Linked DNA regions of Lactuca sativa: region 1 is linked to region 2. The links are chromatin contacts, called in public Hi-C maps. All regions are on one chromosome and are shown on one strand. Each heading gives the region's core, a stretch centred on a gene start, on an enhancer-like site or on the middle of the called end of the contact. The rest is flanking DNA. Distances are from core to core; before and after follow the strand shown. Region 1 holds the start of LOC111899892 (probable serine/threonine-protein kinase At1g54610). Region 2 holds the start of LOC111899929 (putative ubiquitin-conjugating enzyme E2 38).

Region 1 (6,637 bases), core at 337-2,836, 280 kb after region 2:
TTAAATAGGGCATAAACCCTAAAAATTAGGGTTTGTCCCATACCTGTGTACGCTATGCGTACTCCACGTATGCCCCACGTGGGTGGAATCCGCGACAAATCATCGGGCTAGTACGCCAAGCGTACCACTTAGTATGCCCCGTGTACTAGCTAAAGGACCAAAGTGCAAGGTTTTTCAATAAAAAAAAGGGGGGGGGGGGGAGGGGTTAAATTGAAAGTTACCAAACTTGAATGTTACAATATTATAGAGGATTTGGAATGAAAATCCATGGTAGTTCATATCCGTTGCAAAATCACATTTACTTTTACTTCCAGACTTCATTTTTATGAAATTGTATACGACTTCGAATAACCAAAATACAAAGGTATAACCAACAATTGCTTCAAATTGAAGACCCTAACTTCATAACAAATCAATACAAATTATGACCCTTATAGAGAAAGGAGAAGAGAGATTTGGTCGTGGTATGACTCAAAAGGTAAAGTGACCACTCACATAGCCCCCATGCAATAACAACCCCAAAACAACAATGTTTAAGGCCCTTCCAAATATTAAAATCGTATGATTTTCCATGTAGGATGTCACATCATTCCCTATGGATCCATGTTGACAAGTAACAAGACAAACCGCATAAAACAAGTTCGAATAGATAAATAGTGTCAAAATTCTGATTTTAAAGTTCAATTCAATTAATTTTGATGTTGAGTAATCAAATGGTAACAAAACGAACTTTCATGGTAAATTTTATCACAGATCCTACTATAACTAATTATAAGTTACCGATTTAGTATGAGGGTGTTTGGTTAAGCTTATTAAAAATGCTTATTACTTTTTAATTTATAGCTTATTAGTTTATAGCGGCGTCAAAACGAAGTTTTTAAAAAAATGTTTGAATTAGCTTATCCTATGTCAAAACACTATAAAATGATAAGCCTTTTTAGTGTTTGGTAAAATGATAAAAAAAAAAAAAAAAAGCTTCACAGAGATGTCGGACAATTATTATACAAAGTTTTGATAAGCTAGGGGTTAATAACTTATAAAAAATGACTTATCTCTGGTTTCACTCTAAGTCATTTTTAAAAAACAGTCTATCCAAACATTCATTTTAACTTATACGAGTATGGAAACATTAATAAGTTAAAAAACTCATTTTTTAAGCTTAACCATGGATTTATAATAATTATTAATTTATCATAGTTTTACTTTAAAACTTATATAATACAAAATATTAGAATTTCCAAATGAAATACTTATATAATTATACGTTCAAAGTTTATAAAAAACAGAATTTACAAAAAATAACAAATTACAAAAATACATTTACAAAACCTTAAAAAAGATCGATACTCGCTGATTTGTCTAGAAAATCTTTGGTTCGATATGGACCAATAGACTATCAGGTTTGTCACATAACATCTGTCTCATATTTGTTAGGTCTAGAAGGTCTATTCAAGTGCCCACAAGGCCACAATATGACATAATGTATTATTATTAGTACAAATGGTAATTCAGGGGTCAAAACAAACATACACTATAGTGTATGGGAGTAAAATGATATATTCTATAAACAACATTCTTTGCAGAGAGAGAGAGAGAGAGAGGAAAGAGAGACCATTTATCCTCTGACTGTTTTTTTAACATTCGAGAGAGAGAGAGAGAGAGAGAGAGAGAGAGAGTTCAACTCTTTGACTCGGCCATGCCGGCAAAGAGTGTTGTCTATCGATATTTATATCTGAAAGCGCGTTGATGCATACGAGCAAGTAAAAGTGTTCAATTTTGACTCTCATCCACGGAAAATAGTTGCACGAATTCTTTGATTTTGGAGAGCACATCAAAACCCTAATTTTGGGTTTTCATTCAAATCAGGTCTAAAGGTATCATCAGTTTTGTACTATATCAAGCGCCGGATTGAATTTCGTTTTGTATGATGTTGGTCGGTAATGATTATGCTTAACCGACGCACATCCACAGAAGTGAAATCGTTGTTTTTTGATTAGCTTGATTGGGTTTTTCTATAGCTGTGATTGGCACTTAGTTTTGGGGATTTAATGGGTGGGATTTGTGGTAAGCCTGCTGCCATCGATGATGGCAGAGGGAGTTCGAGTTCAAGGGAGAGAGTACCGAGTAAAGCTTCATCAGAATCGCGCGGATCGCGGTCTAAAAGGGTAGAAAGTTTTAGGGTGAAGAATAGAGGTGAGGTAAGAACTGGATCCATCGACAAGAGATTGAATTCTTCACGACGTGTTCGTGATGATCATTACGAGAAGAAGAGAGACGTGTCAGAAGTGTTTATTGCTAATATTCCGGGTATAGGGACTATTCCAAAAGCTATAGAAGGTGAACAAGTCGTGGCAGGTTGGCCTTCTTGGCTTGCTGCTGTAGCTGGTGAAGCCATCAATGGATGGTTACCTCGCCGAGCAGATACATTCGAGAAACTTGAAAAGGTATATTTATGAAACTTTTGCCAAATTTGATATCTCAGGCGCTGAATACGTTCTGAATCTGATTGTTTTGATGCAGATTGGTCAAGGAACTTATAGCAGTGTCTACAAGGCTCGTGATCTCACTAACAATAAAGTTGTTGCTTTAAAAAGAGTGCGTTTTGATAACATGGATCCTGAAAGTGTGAAGTTTATGGCGAGAGAGATTCTTATCTTGCGAAGGCTTGATCATCCCAATATAATCAAGCTTGAAGGAATGGTCACTTCACGCACTTCATGTAGCTTATACCTGGTTTTTGAGTATATGGAACATGATCTTACTGGACTTGCATCTTTACCTGGGGCTAAGTTCACAGAACCACAGGTAGACTCAGATTCTTTTTTCTTCTTCTTCTCGAGTTTTCTGGATACATAATGTTACATGGATGATGGATGCATTCTTGTATTGTAGGTTAAATGCTACATGCAACAACTGCTAAGTGGACTTGAGCATTGCCATAGTCGTGGTGTTTTACACCGTGACATAAAAGGGTCAAATCTTTTGATAGACAATCATGGAATCTTGAAGATTGCAGATTTTGGTTTAGCAAGTTTTTTTGATCATCGGGAAAATGTGCCATTAACTAGCCGAGTTGTGACTCTTTGGTATCGACCACCTGAACTTCTTCTTGGAGCAACTCATTATGGAGTTGCAGTGGACTTGTGGAGCACAGGATGCATTCTTGGAGAGTTATATGCTGGAAAACCTATCATGCCTGGTCGAACAGAGGTCTAAAAACTTGACAGATTCCATTCCTTCCAAAAACATTCTATGAACTGATCTTCCTCTTGGTTACTCTTTTGACTTATGATTTCTCTTTTGTAGGTGGAGCAATTGCATAAAATATTCAAACTTTGTGGTTCACCATCTGAGGATTATTGGAGAAAATCAAAATTACGTCATTCAGCAGTGTTTAAACCTACACAACCTTACAGATGTCGAATTGAAGAAACTTTTAAAGATGTTCCTCCTGTTGCTATCAGTCTTATGGAGATGTTACTTGCAATAGATCCTTCACAAAGAGGAACAGCATTATTTGCTCTTAAGAGTGAGGTAATGGGCCACAAAATAGCACAAGTAATACATAAAATTCAGGAAATAATGAACACATCAGTCATTGGATATGTTTTAAAGGGAACAATAAAGAAAAGAACTTTTACTTAATCATTATATCAATTTAGGCTTTAACTGTGTTCTGTTGTGATTAAACCATTACTTTTACCCATTTAAACCATATTTCCTGGTTACCTGGTTTTGATTTAAAAAAAAAAGATTTAACCTATACCTACTGTTTTAAGCCACCTTTCAATTTTGTTAATTCTTTTCAATTTCTTATGATAGACTAAAACTAAACATTCAGATGACTTATATATGATTTTAATATTATTGCAGTTCTTTACAACAAAACCACATGCTTGTGATCCTTCAAGTTTGCCAAAATATCCTCCCAGCAAAGAAATTGATGCAAAACTGAGGGAGGAAGAAGCTAGAAGGTATGTGCATGTATTCATTTTATACTATTTACCACACTAAGTTATGGAACTTGTGAAGGAATGGAATGGTTCATTCCATTGGAATGGAATGGATAACTCTTGATTAAATCAACTTTCTAATCACTGAAAATGTTGTGTAGACAAAGAGCGGAATATAAGGGCCAAAAGGTGGAAAAGGAAAGCCGAGGACCGAAAGACCCTCGGGCAGTTCCAGCTCCTGATGCCAATGCTGAGTTAGCTGCATCGATGCAGGTACTTTAACCATTTTATCAATTTATCCACTAAACTATTATTTATTTATTTATTTATTTATGATTATTAATTATTTCCTTATTTGTTAACAACACTTGAATCCAATTCCTTTACAGAGAAGGCAAGACCGAGCAAACTCAAAGAGCAGAAGCGAGTACTTCTCCCGTAACAAAGACGACACGGCTTCCGGTTTCCCAATCGAAAACCCTAGACTTTCCCATTACTCGAAAGATTCAATCAGCGATTCCAAACCACACCCACCAATGCGGGAATCCTATTCCGGCCCGTTGGTTGCGGATTCATGGACAAAATCAGGAAAGAAATACGACGACGTCTCAATCACGAGCCGAGCTGATTTATCTTCGCTCTCGGGTTTAGTGAGCTCGCGGATATTATCAGCTGAAGATCGTGAAAAACGTGTGTCTAATTCTAATTCTAATTGTAATTCTTCACAATTAGATCCAACAAATCAAATGGGAAGACTATCGGAGTTCACCCAAGAATTTGGACACTCCGGAAAGCATGATCGGAAAGACCTTTCCCGGAGATACATGGAAAGTGGAAGATCTAGTACTAAGGAACCTGCTCAGGTGAGTTATATATTTATATATATTATATCTACAAATGAAGGAAAGTAGAGTGATACTTAATATGGTGTTTGATTATTATAGAATGGTCATGGATACAAGGGAAACAACAAGATCCATTTCTCGGGTCCATTGGGTTCATCAAATGCAAATGTGGACCAGATGCTGAAAGATCATGATCGACATATTCAAGAAGCTGCAAGAAGAGCGCGCCTTGATAGGACAAGGCTCTCCAAAGATAAAGCAGATGCAACACAAATGATGGCAAACCCTATTTATATGTCTAGCCGCAGACCCAGGTAATAATAGATAAAAATCTAGAGAGAGAGCGAGAGGGAGTCAACCGCTCTCCTATGTCATCGGATAACTGTGTACATAGTAATTATAGTAATTATTTGTTGTCGGTAATTTTGGAATTTATTAGGATGTTGTATTGGAATATAATATATAGGGGAATTTTATGGCGTAAATTTTGGTTTGGAAACGTCTTTATAGTAGATTGGTAAAAAAAGTAGAACGTTTGTTGTTGCATAAAAAAGAGATCTCAAATTTCGTGTTGAAATAAAACGAGGCTGTAAAAACTTTTCTGTTGAATAAAATGGGGAAAAGGTAAAAACTACATGTGTTATCTCAATATCTAATAAATCTCAATAACTAACAACAAAAAGTTAACAAAAAAAAAATAGTAGTTTCACATATGGTAATAAAACACAAAAACATCTGCCATTACGCGCTATAGGGCGCCTCAATCTGCTTTGGCTACGCTTGATAACACCGAATGAAGGATTTCAGAATGTTCCGTTAGATCATGTATTCTATCAAAACTTTTTTTTTTTTTTTTTTTTTTTTTTTTTTTTTTTTTTTAAATTCTATTAACAAAAAATAAGTAGTAACATGTACCTCATGGTGGCATCGATCCACGTTGGCTTTTATTTAATAAGTTGATGACAGTGATTATTTTAAAAATAATCCAAAAACATGTTTAAAATAAATATGGATCCATGTATAAAAATGTGAGCGTGGATAGAGTATAAACCCGATTGTGGGGGCAAGCCAAATTATAATATCCCATCACAATTAGGCAACCTGCCAAATAGGCTAATACACGAACAAGCCTCGTCATGCATAATTGCACACGAACAAGCCTCGTCATGCATAATTGCATAATTGGAAGAAAAATAGCATTTAATATAAATATATTTAGGTTGTGTTTTTCCATCGTGTGTATTTAGTTTTGTTGTTTCACCAAACCATTTTTCTTGTTGATAAGTTATTTCTTGTTGATCGGTTATGACTGACCGGCACATCAAAACAATAATCATTATAATGCATAATATAATCATCAAGAATGAAGTGCAATTAGGGGTGAGAGGTTAATAAAGAACGGATAAAAAGGCCAGAAAATAACGAAAAAAAAAAGAAAAAAACCATACCCGAGAATAGACCAACCAAAACTTGACATAACCCAACATGAAGTAACAAAGTTTTCTTTTTAAGAAATTAAATTACCTCCTATCTTTTTTTATTCCTACAATTATTTCTACCCACTATAATTATGACAAATCATCATTCAATTTAATTTTATTGATATATTCCTAATATAGTCTTAATGACTTAGTTAAAAAAATATGGAATGATGACACTTGTCATAATTGCATTGGGTAGGAATATTTGTAGGCATAAAAAGTAAGAATTAATTTAATTTCTCTTTATTTTGTGAATGACTAAAGGTGTATTTGGTTGTGGAAAACTGTTTTCATTTTTCAAGAAATTGTTTTCAGAAAATAGAGTTGAGTTTTCATTATTAGTTTTCAATGAAAATTG
Region 2 (5,894 bases), core at 451-2,950:
TCTTCTTCCTCTTCTATGTTTTCAAACATATAATCCCCATCATCATCATAATCAAAGGCATCATCTTCTTCTTCTTCTTCTTCTTCATCAACCATGTCATCTCCCTCATTGTCATCATCATGGTATGATGTATCTGAATTGATGTTTCCTGAGCTTAGTGATACAGATGATCCACCTTCACTAGTAGGATTCAAGACTTCCTGTTAAAGAATAACAAAGTTTTATCCAGAATTTCCGAAATAACACATTTGAAACCCTTTTTTGTATATTACAGCATCATACTTTCACATCTTTCTGTTTATATTGTATTTTCTATTTTGTTTCTTGTTTCATGTTATTTGTTAAGGTGTTGTATTTTGAAAAATCTACCCATATTAATGAAAACTGCTTTGTATACTTTGATGACATTGCTAGAATTGGTTAGATTCTCAAAGTATAGTGTTGTAATAGGAATAAATGGATGTAGGATGTTATTGTAAGCAAAATTAATGAAATAAAGTGGTGTACTTCAATTTATCTTAGTTTGAACAAAAGAATATCACTGTGATGATCAATAAAAGTATCAAATCCTTATGGTTACACTACAATTTACTCACAAAAGTAAACTGCAAAGAAACTGTAATAATAATTAGATATAGGCTTATACTGAACAGATAGTGATGTATTACTTCCAACCTCTATGATCTATGATGTTTAAAAGCTTAAAACATTCATCGCCAATCTCTATGTTTCTTTATCATCTTACCTTGCTCACTACATAAAGCCCCAATGTATTACTACCAAAAGTTTCACCTTGTTCACATAATGCAATAGTAGTGCTCAACAACTAAATGCCAAAGAAATAGGCTGATTTTCCCTAAGACTAATCTCTATAGAGTCAAAACAGATGTCTCATACCTGTATTAAAAGGTATGATTTGACATTATACCCAAAGAAACCACGATCTTTTCTCTCTCTTTAATGGGTCTTCATTGTAGCAATTCAAAATAGAAAAGGGGAATAACGAACCAAAAGCAAATCAAAATAGATCAAAATCTCAAAACTTTTTTCACAGATCCTAGTTACAGTTGGAAACAGATTCTATTCTCACATGAACATATTTGCATAAAATTTAAATTAAAAAATAATAATTGTCCCCTCATGTTCATGATCCACCCCACACACACAAAATAGAAAGAAACCTAAGCCAACGATTAGCTTGTAAGCGAGATGAATACAAAAAAAATTAAGGCAAACAAGATAAAATTCAACAAATCATGCAGATGAAACATGATCATCGAAGGGGAAAACTTAGCCACGAACAATTGGTGCATGAATAAAAAATATAATAGAAACTAAAATTTAATTTAACGGAAACAATACCTCATCATGTTTAACTTTCTTCAGAATAGAAACATCAGAATCCAAACCCTCGATTGCAACTTCCATCTCCGCACTTAGTGATCAAATCGAATCAAAACCCTAGAATATGTAAATACCAAAACCAAACAAAACAAAAAACAGGCCAATTTTACGCAAAATTGAATTAGATCATATCAAACTCCAATTCATGAGAGAAAGACAGAGAGAAAAACAGGGCAAAAGGATCAGAGACTTGTAGTTGGAGAGAGAAAGTAGAAGTGAAGTGTGTGTGTGCGCGCTCGATGGTTCTTCTATTCGCGCGTTCAAGGGGAAGACCGCTAACTTACGCAGGAAGTGAAAGGATGGTGAAATTGTTAAGTAATTACTCAACTCTGTATGCTCGGTTACCAACTTACCATAAATTAAAAAAAGATAACGACGTGTCGCTCACCCAGTTACGGAACACATAAAATAAGCGATATATGTTCGGAATATTTTACATAAAAATCGAATAGGTAGTTATAATTTTTTTTTTTGATATATCATTTAAGTTTATTCAAATAAATATTTGAATACGATGACAAACAATTTATCAATGGTATTGCTATACGTAATAATAAGTATCCAACAATTCTAATTGCATCTCTCCTAAATCTATAATTAGAAGTAGGGAATATGACTTGTTAAGGTAATTAACTTTTCGGAATGTTCATATCTGGGTAACTATTTTTTTTTTGTACACATCTAGGTAACAAACTTGTTGGAAGTGTTCACATATAACCATTATGACCTGCTATAGCAGGTTAAATCCTAGATGTGAACGCTTTCAACAAGTTCGTTACCTAGATGTGTATAAAAAAAATAGTTACCCAAATATGAACAAAACGAAAAGTAAAAATTAAATTAAACGAATGGTCCCTGTGGTTTGGGAGAATTTGTGTGTTTGGTCCCTAACTTTTTTCTTTTTAACTTGGATGGTCCATATTGTTTATTTTTGTTGCGCGTTTGGTCACTGTCTTTCTTAAAAAGACTATTATGCCCTTATTAATTTAATTATTAATTAATTTTCTTATTTATGTATTTATTTTTTACATATTTAAAAAAATTAATAGACCCCACATATTTGTATCTCTCCTCGGATGAACCCTACTGTTTATTTTTTAATTAATTTATTTTTTTAACTCGGATGGTTCGTACTGTATATTTTGTTACGGTTTTGGTCCCTGTCTTACCTAGAAAGACTATTTTTCCCTTATTAATTTATTTTTTAATTAATTTTCTTATTTATGTATTTATTTTTTAAATATTTAAAAAAATTAATATACCCCACATATGTGTATTTCCTCACCGTAAACTTGAAACCAGATTTGAGAACTTTAAATTGAGTCTTACCGGTCACCATCCCATCTCTCATCGTTCCCAACTTCTATTTCTTTTCCATCTTTAGTAATATCGACGTCTTCACCATCCTTCGTTTTTTGGTACTTCAACTCTGGCAAAGCAGCACCATAACCTACTGTTTCTTCATCTTTAGTAGGTTGTGGTGTTGATTCGACGGAGTTAAATGACCGAAAAAAGAAGGGATGATGAAGACGTCAATATCACTAAAGATGGAAAATAAATAAATGTTGAGAAGGAAGAGAGATGGGATGGTGAGGAGATACAGATATGTGGGGTCTATTAAATTTACTTAAATATAGAAAGCATAAGTACATAAACAAGAAAATTAATTAATAAGAGCACAATAGTCTTTTTAGGTAAGACAGAGACCAAGATCGTAACAAAATTAAACAGTAGAGACCATCCGAGTTAAAAAAAAAATAAATTAATTAAAAAATAAACAGTAGGGATCATCCGAGGAGAGATACAAATATGTGGGGTCTATTAAAATTTTAAATATGTAAAAAATAAATACATAAATAAGAAAATTAATTAAAAAATAAATTAATAAGGGCACAATAGTATTTTTAAGAAAGACAGAGACCAAACGTGCAACAAAAGTAAACAATAGAGACCATCCAAGTTTAAAAAAATAAGTTAGGGACAAAAAAACACAAATTCTCCCAAACCACAGGGACCATTCGTGTAATTTAATTTTTACTTTTCCTTTTGTTCATGTTTGGGTAACTATTTTTTTGTACACATCTAGGTAACGAACTTGTTGAAAGCATTCACATCTAGGATTTAACCTGCTATAGCAGGTCATAATGGTCATATGTGAACACTTCCAACAAGTTTGTTACCTATATGTGTACAAAAAAAAGATAGTTACCTAGATGTGAACATACCGAAAAGTTAATTACCTTAATAAGTCATATTCCCTTAGAAGTAAGCATATTAACCGTAAAACCGAATCATAACTAAATTAATTGATATAACTGAATCATTTTAACTGAACCATTACTAAAAGATATGGTACGGTTTTTAATTTTGATTAACCGAATACATATGGTTCGGTTATGGTTTTCATCTAAAATTGAACCACTATACATAAGGATAGTCTAAACGACAAAAATAACATATGGATAATCCGACCAAAAAATAACACAATGGTAGTCCAAACCAAAAAAATAACATAATGATAGTCCGAATAAGAAATAACATATGAATAGTCCAAACAAAAAATAACACAACAATAGTCGGAAAAATAACATATGAATAGTCTGAACTATAGGGGAAGCATTTACAGATCAAAACATTCAACATTATGCTAAATGGGAAACCTTTTATAGTTCTCGATTGTATGTTTATGTTCCGCATAATACACATAATGCATCATACAATTATAATACTCAAACTGTCAGTATATTCGATGATAAATAAAAAATAAACTTTGATTTATTAATATTATTCATATTATTGTTATTTATAATATTTTTTTAGTAATAACAATAATAAATCAAATATATTAAATAATATTAAAAAAAGAAAAAAACAATAAAAGACTAAATAGACTAAAGAAAAAAACAACTAAAAACAAAAAGTTAAAAGGGAGTGCAATTAGCAAGGATGCCTATGGAATTACTCTTTTTTTAAACATAAAGTGAAAATGTTAAATTGTTTTATCTATGTTTTTAAATAAGATTGTGATATTGATTTTAGAGATCCTACAAATCTTAACTATATTAAGATTATTATGAATCACTAATTAGAATCGTAAGATCTTATCTCGGTCTGATTATGTTTTTTAATCTTTATTCTAGTTAAGTATTTAGTAATTTAAACATTAGAACAATAGAAAGTTTATAATTTATGTCATAGCTTCATACATTCATCTCAAATTAGGTAGATGACCGTTTCACATAAATAAGTCTCTTTGTGAGTTATGCCTTTAGATGTATGGTCATAATCATCTTGTTTTTTTTTTTTTACTAAATGTGTTTTCTTCCTGATTGTTGTGGTTTGCATCTACAATATCTATGTTTAAAATGTTAAAGTTGATTCTACTATCGATGCCTCGATTAACATCAAGCTATAACGGATATTGCAAAAATAGAACTTTACAAGCAAATTTAACGGCTAAATTATTTTAATAGAATCTTTTGATCTCGGTATGATCTTATGATCATGATCTTGTAATGGGAGAAAAGCATCTAGAAATACATGTGTGAGTGAGAGCGAAGTGTTGTCTTCAGGCAACGAAGTCGAGGACACTAAGAACGAAGCCATTAAAACCATAGCTTTGGGTATACCGTGAAGGTCCATTCGAGAAAGGAGACATACGGTCAAATATTTTCCATCACCAAACTACTTATTTGTTGATTGGAATGGGAGAACTAGAAACTTATCAAAGTCTTAAGGATATAAGATTCCATACATTGGAAGAAAGTAGGCAGGATAAGTTGTGCTCACTCGACAAGAACGAGAAATTGTCATTTGTTAAGTTACCAACAAAAAAACACTACAAAACAAGTGAGTATTTGGGTCAAAGAAGAAATTGATAGGAGCAAGATATATAAGGCCAACATGGTGGTGAAAGGTTTCCAAAAGAAGGTGGGAGTTGAAAATGCTCAAACATAACAATTTTTTTCCTAACCGCATGACCCAACTTCTAGAGAAAACCACATAAACTGGAGACTCTCAGTATTATAACCACAAACCATCCTCGTCATTATACTTCCCGAAATCGAGAACCCACCAGGCTGTTCTCAGAAACCTTACCCTAAGACTGATGATCATCCGTTCGTCGAACCTACCCCTAATCCCTGACTAGGGACACCACCAAAACGTGCTAAAAAGATACTTAAAACATTCCAATCGTGAATTCCGCCCAAAAACTTTAAATATACTCATGACTTCCTGACAAGTCATCACCAACCCACTGTCCCACAGGCATAAGAATGGTCAATCCAAGAATTCGCACATTGCATCGAAATCCCTCATCAGCTTAGGTGTACCTCCATGACTCCACCTGACAAATCACTTGAGATTTTAGAACCAACTCCTCATACTGGAAACCAAACTCCTAATAGACAACCCACAAGAAGATGGGGTCAACCATAGCAACCATTCATTAAGCGACTTCTAGTGCACAAATAATATACCATTCTAAA

The links. A called contact is a pair of places that touch in the nucleus more often than the background predicts.
Region 1: a contact with region 2 is called in a Hi-C map of seed, with 8 times the contacts expected there. The contact joins the promoter of LOC111899892 here to the promoter of LOC111899929 in region 2. A contact is called at or near these places in 3 of 4 Hi-C or Micro-C datasets (leaf and seed).

Annotation. Positions count from the first base shown.
Region 1 is chr4:109,613,629-109,620,265 of Lsat_Salinas_v11, forward strand. It overlaps LOC111899892 (probable serine/threonine-protein kinase At1g54610), which reads left to right and starts at 1,587. Exons shown (of 8, transcript XM_023895791.2): 1 at 1,587-2,444; 2 at 2,521-2,805; 3 at 2,893-3,210; 4 at 3,307-3,534; 5 at 3,874-3,974; 6 at 4,115-4,226; 7 at 4,343-4,816; 8 at 4,898-5,283. The coding sequence starts at 2,049. The coding sequence ends at 5,116.
Region 2 is chr4:109,333,310-109,339,203 of Lsat_Salinas_v11, forward strand. LOC111899929 (putative ubiquitin-conjugating enzyme E2 38) reads right to left here and starts at 1,701. Exons shown (of 6, transcript XM_023895818.3): 1 at 1,363-1,701; 2 at 1-200. The coding sequence starts at 1,428.